Regions from separate parts of the Astyanax mexicanus genome. Here region 1 is linked to region 2. A link is a contact called in public Hi-C data. All regions are on one chromosome and are shown on one strand. Each heading gives the region's core, a stretch centred on a gene start, on an enhancer-like site or on the middle of the called end of the contact. The rest is flanking DNA. Distances are from core to core; before and after follow the strand shown.

Evidence for each region. Hi-C and Micro-C count contacts between places; a contact is called where the count stands out from the background.
Region 1: a contact with region 2 is called in a Hi-C map of muscle, with 7 times the contacts expected there. The contact joins the promoter of nrbp2a here to the enhancer-like site in region 2. A contact is called at or near these places in 2 of 3 Hi-C or Micro-C datasets (blood and muscle).

Annotation. Positions count from the first base shown.
Region 1 is chr8:47,299,353-47,303,022 of AstMex3_surface, reverse strand. It overlaps nrbp2a (nuclear receptor binding protein 2a), which reads left to right and starts at 2,313. Exons shown (of 18, transcript XM_022677963.2): 1 at 2,313-2,863. The coding sequence starts at 2,744.
Region 2 is chr8:47,232,242-47,236,095 of AstMex3_surface, reverse strand. nrbp2a (nuclear receptor binding protein 2a) reads left to right here. Exons shown (of 18, transcript XM_022677963.2): 2 at 2,482-2,604. Among protein-coding and RNA genes, the nearest start is that of puf60a, 33 kb to the right of the region's middle. Within about 2 kb of position 2,540, the one cell type or tissue checked has an H3K27ac peak away from gene starts, as active enhancers do.

The DNA.
Region 1 (3,670 bases), core at 1,064-3,563, 67 kb before region 2:
CTAAACTGGAAGTTTGGAAAGACAGTCTTTTTGAATATAGAGAAGAAAAGCCTGCTCAGCGTATCTGGCCTCACAGATCGAGATTAATAATAATAATCCTAGAGCTCCTTTAGTGTTATTTCCAAATTAACTAAAAACCAGGCAGGTACTGAACCTCAGATTCCAGCCATTCACACCAGCAACGCTTTTATGGACTTTTAATATGGACTTTAATAACAAATTTGAAAATATTCAACAGAACATCCTCTCTGTCCTCTGGTGTGGCTGATCTATAACAAAAGTCAGCTACTGAAGTTAGGTTGGAAGGCTGTGTTTCCCTTCTGGTACTTCTCAATCTGAGCGCAGCTTTTGATACAATAGATCATACTATACTTCTAGAAAGTTTAGAGAACATGGTCGGTGTAACAGGAACTGCCTTATCATGTTTCATATCATATTTAACCGAATGATATGTTTTCCAGGTAAGATATGGAATTCCACAGGGTTCTATCTATATTTACGAAAATCGAGACTTGTGTAAAACATGTGAAATCATGAATGCCGCACAACTTTCTCCAATTAAATAGTGATAAAAAAGTTCTCCTAATAAATTATCAGACGTGATGTATAATCTGGCCGTCTTCTCAGTCACACCTGGATCAGCAGCTAAAAATCTTGGAGTTATCATAGATTCAGATCTAGCATTCAATAAACACATATCTAATGTTACTAGAACAGCTTTTCTACATCTCTGTAACATTGCCAGGCTGAGAAATGCCTGATCACTGCATGACGCAGAAAAATGAGTATACATGCCTTTATTACCTTAAGGCTAGACTATTGTAATGCGCTACTGTCAGGATGTACCTACAGTAACTTAAAGAAACTTTAGTTAGTTTAAAATGCTGCAGCCAGGGTCCTCACTAAAAAAATTAATTTAGTCCAGTCCTATCAGAACTGCACTGGCTTACTTGTTTAGTTTAGTTTTTGGTAATTAATGTCTTCCCTTTAGATAAGGCTGCAGATCCAGGGTGTTTTATGGACATAGAGAATTGTGGTAAACTGAATGCTGGTGCTGTTGTTTGCCCACTGCACGTGGTCACTCAGGTTTGTGGACAGTGGTGTTTGTGGATGCCAGTGCACATTACAACAAACAGTATATTTTCATGCCTTGCGCCGAAGTTGTTAAAATAGAGACAGCGTTAAGGAAGGTTTGTGGACAGTGGAGTGGGTGGATGCCAGTGTTTTAGGGTGCCTGCGTGTTTATGTTACTTTCTGGCTCTCTCCCTTTAGTTAGGCTGTTTTATTTAGATCTGCCGGAGTCATTAGCTACACTCTGATAATATTTTATATTCTCTGTTTTACATAAATCCAGTTAAAACTAATTCCACCTTTCTGCCTTCCTCCAAGTTACTGCCAACCTGTCTGTTTCGATATCGATGGATGTTGGACCCTCAGGCTCTCCTGTCCCCTGTTCGGCCAGACTGATTGAAGTTTCTGAAGTCAGCTCTTCTCCATCACCCACCACAGATCAGCTGCCCAGCATCCAGTTTTTGCAACATGCCTCGGACTAGTTGTTTCCTCTCCACTAGTCTGAGGCATTACATTGAAGTTTGCATGAACTTTAACTACTACCATTATTGGCGCTGCTATACACCTGAATATATTAGCGCTATGTGGATGGATACTGATTTTTACAGTTATTTAAAAGTTGTCTGACCAGTGGTAGGATTGCCCCCCCTTATGAGCCTTTGTCCTCCCAAGGTTTCTTTCTCTGAGGAAGTTTTTTTCTTGCTTCTGTTGCTCATTGTTTATTTTTTTGCCTTACTCTCTGTCCTGTGATCATTACTGTAAAGCTGCTTTGTGACAGCATCAGTTGTAAAAATACTATACAAATACATTTTATTTGATTTGATAATTTGGCCTTCAGGCGACGCAAATTAAGCGATATTAATTTGCGTCCTCACGACACCAAAGACACCCCGACAAGCCCTAAATCAAGCTGGGCAGTGTGCTGTTGACAGCTAACCTAAAGTTCACTAAAATAGGGCCCGTATTCTCTTTATTTCATTGACCCAGTTAATACATATATATGTAGAATGTCTGCTTTATTGATGGAGCCCCAGTATCGCTCGGTTTTGATTTGCGTTTTATAATTATGTAAACTTATGTAAAATCAACATTTTTGTCCTCACCACGTAGCAACTTTTTAACATGATTGTCATGGCAGTAATGTGTAGTGCAAATCAGCGGTGTGGGCGCTGCCTGACTGCGCTCTACTGTGTTGTAAATTCAGCGGGAGGGGGCGGGGCTGGAGCTTAGCAGCTGAGCGCGCGGATAGTGCGGGATTTACGGTAGGCCCTTAAAAAAAGAGGAAATTTCTGAAAGCACTAGCTCTATTATACACACGCACACACTCACCCACACGTACACACACGCAGTGCTACGCTGCACGCAGAGGAGGTGGTTGCTGGTGGGCTGTTAGGAGGGTCGCGGTGGTGTAATCTGTTAGAAGCTCCGCACAGTCCCGCACCTCCCCCGTGCTGCGGGGCTGCAGGCGGGCGGTAGGCGAGTTGCAGTTTCGCAACAGGAGCGCTGCCTACAGCCCCGCGTTTACCGCGAGCGGACCGCGCCGTGCGCACGAAGAGCCCTCGCCCGGACCTGATTCGCCTGCACGGGGGCAGTTTAATAAGGAGCTAGTTCACAGCGGACTCGGCCTTCTTTTTGTAGCCGTGGGGCTTCGGAGGGGGGCGGGTCGGATACAATGACCATGTCGGTCCCGGAGCGGATCTCGGGGTCTGGGGGAAAGGAGGAGGAGAGCGAGGACGAGAGCGAGATCCTGGAGGAGAGCCCGTGCGGACGCTGGCAGAAGCGGAAGGAGCAGGTAGGTTCGGGTTGGGATTTACAGCAGCGCCATGAGGCAGCAGACAGACACAAGACGGACACGCACACACACAGTGGGTTAAACTGCGCTGTCTGATTTATATACCTGTAGCTATAAACGCTCTACCCACCGTGCTGTTATAACCCCAGACTGCAGCAGTGATCTATCGTCAGCACGTGCTGCATCATACTGAAGCTATAATCTCACTGTGATCAAGTAATTCAACAAGAAAACGGTAAAAACACTGCCTGTTTACAGACATTTTCCAGAAACTAACCACTGAACACAAACCCACAGTCTGATCTCTGTACTCAAACCTGATTGGCTGAGGTTGTTGTTCACGAGTGGTACAAACTGTCCGCTCCGCCCACAGCGCGCGCACTATCTGTTCTATATATTTAAATATTTACAGCAGGTTAAAAATCGCTTTTTCAACAAAGTCTTTATTTTTCATTTTTTTACATAATAATGTATTTTGGGGCTAACATTTCAACACAATGCATTTATGAATGAAGTATTTCTCTGAAACCTACCAACGAGTGTATAGCATCCTAACATAAGATAATCCTTTATTAATCCGACATCTGAGAAATGTGCAGCGTTACAGCAGCACAGAGGACAGAACAACAGAAGATAAGCGTCAGAAAATACACAAACAATATACACAATCTTTCTCTCTTTACAGTATTCACAGTATTTTCACTTGTTGTTTACAGTACATTAATATATATACAACAAAATGTAAATGCTATGAATTTAGACATCTAAGATTAGAGGATGCATGGTTCGCTAGTATGTACGGTATGT
Region 2 (3,854 bases), core at 1,291-3,790:
GAGGAGTCCTATTCCTGGGACTACTCCGATCTCCTCACACCTGTGTCCAGTGAAGAGGAGTTTGAGGACTGCCCTCCTGCACCAGCCCGCCAGCCGCTACTTCCTCCCGCGGTAGCTGCCGATCCGCGCCCAGTGTCTTTCGCGGTGGCAGCCGAACCAGTTGCGCGTTAAGGGGGGGGTTATGTAAGGTCCTGGCCCTGTTTCCTGTCTGTCCTCGTGCCTGTGTTGTCCCACGTGACCCGTGTCCCTGTGTTCTGCCTGTGTTTTTCCACTCACCTGTGTTCTTTTGTAACTCCGCCCCTTCGTCCCAGGTGTTTCATGTTTCCTGTGTGTGTGCACCTCTATTTAAGGTCCGTCTTCCATTTCCCCGGTGTCGATCCTTGTACGTTTTTACGTCTGTTAGTGGTCCGTGTGTTTCCCCAGTTTCCTCAGTCCAGTTTTCAGTTATTTCCCAGTAAGTGTATTCCAAGTTTGTTTTGTGTTCATTTTTGTAATAAATCCCGTTTATGTTTGCATTTTGCGTCCGCCTCCTCGTCCTCCCTGCACCCTCACCCTGACAGTGGAACTTTGTATGTAGGGTTGCAGCGGTAACCGGTTTCACGGTATACCGTGGTATTAAAATGCACGGTTATCATACCGTGTGTGTTTGCTTATTACCGGTAAAACGCAAGCCAGCGGAGAAAGTCACCCGCGCATGCGCAACTCTGCTCCGCTTCAGCTACTCAGCACACAGCGGTGAGAATGGCAGAAAGTGCATCAGAGCCTAGATTCTCTGCCCGAACCAGACCTGACCCGAGGACCGACCCGAAATCGGGTCCGTTCGGGCCGAGATTTCCCACCACATTCCTCGGGCCGGGTCGGGTTGGGCTCCAGAAAATAGTCTGAGATGTAGGCATCTGTTTTTTAATTATATATTTTATTTTTAAATAAAGCTCTGGTGTGATAATCACAATGTTAATGCTAAGTAACCAATTATTATTGTTAATGAAAACGAACCAAATAACGAAAACTGAAAGTGAAACTTAACTAACTTATTTATAAGCGCTGTTTTCACTCCCGCAGTTCTACAGCGGGAGGTGTTGTGCCGATTCTGTCCGCGAAGCGGGAGTCGGATTGAGCAGGGAGTCGGATTCGGCATAACAGCGGCAGCGCGGCTGCACCTCGCGGTCCGCGGTGTTAGTTGTAAGCGCTCGCGCTAGCCGCAAAATACGACAGAAAACACTGAGAAACTGCAGAATTATGAATTGGACTAAAATGAGCACGAGGAGATAAAAGAGAACCTTTACCTGTGAGTAGCTCTCATCAGAACACGCAAATCTCTCTCTCTCTCTGTGTCTCTCTCTCTCGCACGTGAACTTCTCCGCACTGTGTTTAGCTGTTCTTAAAAATCATTTTTATTAAATAATAGTTCTATGCTTCTATGTTAGTGTTAATTAACATAATTCTGATCATATTTCGCTCATTCAAACAGCCTGAAAACAGACTTGTAATCTTGTAATCAACAAGCTTGTAATCAATGTGGCCGTAGTCACAGCTAAAGGAGGAAATACATCAAACCTGTTCTCCCATCTCCGAGAACACCACCCCGCTGTGCAGCGGAAAGTATGTGTTTAGTTTATAATTTTAATCTGAACATAAATAAAAACCTCTTTGTAGTCGTGCACAACCCATGCGGTAAGCGCCCGCAAAAGCGCTGAGTTATCCGAAATTTGGGCACGCAGGTACAGGCGTGAAGTGCGTGCTACGATGGATTCACGTGTCCGTGTAAAGGTCCTGGCCGGACTGGATGTGAAAGACGCCATTCATTTACATGCGTTAATTTTCAAATTCTGACGTGCCTGTTTTTCATATGTTGAAGGTTTTAAGGTGTGAAAGCCTTAAAATAGAAATCTCTATTGTGAGGATCATGTCAGAAATAAATCCCCTCTTTCTGCAGTATCTGGTTATATACCAACTTTTTTTATATATATATACACTCTTAATGCCCTTAAGAGTAGTGGAAAAACATGGTTTCCTTCACCTGATGGTGTAGTTTCTACAATAAATAGTTAATTGAACAAAAAAACTTTGTTGTAATTTCTTTAAGGGTCAGTTTAATAATATATGTAACAAACTGTGATACCGTGATAACCGTGATACCGCGGTATTTTCCGAGACGGTTATCATACCGTGAAAATCTCATACCGTTGCAACCCTATTTGTATGATTTGATTTTAGGATTTGTCAGAAATTCAGATGCAGGGAAGTTCTAACCCATTAAGAGGTTTTAAAGGTATTAAAATCTTAAACTTAATTATAAAAGAACTAGCAGCTATTGTGTATTGATGATTGACCAACAGAGAGTAAATCCTATTTTATATTTAACTGTTTTATAATCCCATCACAGAAAATATGGTAATTATCTATATATGACTCAATGTTGTTCTTTCCTTTTCGTTTGCCTTTTCTCTTCTATGTGCTCTGCTTCTCTCTGTTGGGCAGGTGAGTCAGGGCAATGTTCCCGGCATTGAGAGCGCATCCCTGGCCATGGACACAGAGGAGGGAGTGGAGGTGGTGTGGAATGAGGTTCAGTTCTCTGATAAGAAGGTCTTCAAGGCCCACGAGGTAATGGTCGCAGCGGCGAGGGATGCACCAAATGAATGTGGCAAAAAAAAAAAAAAGGCCTTTAAGAGTTTTACATTTAGGCTATTTAATTTATGCAAGGGTAAAAAAGTTCCAGAAAGCACAATGATCTGAGAATTGCTGGCACCAGCAATACTAGTGACAAGGGAAGTTTATAGAAATAAGGATTTGGGTATTTGGCCTTCCAAACTGCTTAAATTTAAAATATTATTGCACATTTATTTACAAAATATTTGTTTTCAATATTTTAGTATTGTGCAGGTCTAATAATAATAATACTAATAATCTAATTTATGTAGCCCTTACTCTTGAATAGCTGTTGCACAGTAGATGAGCCCTCAGTCATGCTTAAAGGCTTGCAGGAAGAAAGACCCATCTGTAAAAGAGGATGCTGCTGCTCTTTCTGCTCTGCACGAGTGGCAGTGACCTGGAGGCTGGTAGGAAAGCGGGCCTGTGAAATAAACAGTGCCTTGCCCCCTTGAATTTTTTAACCTTTGCCACATTCCAGGCCTCAAACATAAAGATTCATAATTGTACATTTTTTGTGAAAAATCAACAACAAGTGGGACACAATCGTGACAAAATGTATTGGCTATTTTTAACTTTTTTTTTTTTTTTTTAATAAAAAACTGGGGTGTGCAATATTACTCAGCCCCTTTGCGCTAATACTTTGTAGCACCACCTTTTGCTGCGATTACAGCTGTAAGTAGCTTGGGGTATGAAATTTTGGCCCATCCTTGCAAAACAGCTGAAGGTCAGTGGATGGAGAGCATTTGTGAACAGCAGATTTCAGCTCTTTCCACAGATTCTCTATTGGATTCAAGTCTGCACTTTAACTTGGCCATTCTAACACCTGGATAAGTTTATTTGTGAACCATTCCGTTGTAGATTTATGTTTTGGATCATTGTCTTCTTGGAAGATAAATCTCTGTCCCAGTCTCAGGTCTTTTGCAGATTCAAACAGGTTTTCTTCTAGAATGGTCCTGTATTTGGCTTCATTCATCTTCCCATCAATTTTAACCATCTTCCCTGTCCCTGCTGAAGAACAACCGGCCCAAACCATGATGCTGCCACCACCATGTTTGACAGTGGGGATGGTCTGTTCAGGGTTATCGGCAGTTGCTCAAAATCAAATGACTCGGACTCCAGCAGCTGCTGTTCAGGCCCGTGCTGCTGTCTTTAATGGCTGCAGTGTTGTGTTCTGTATAGTGGTGTAAAGCAGTGTTAGTGAA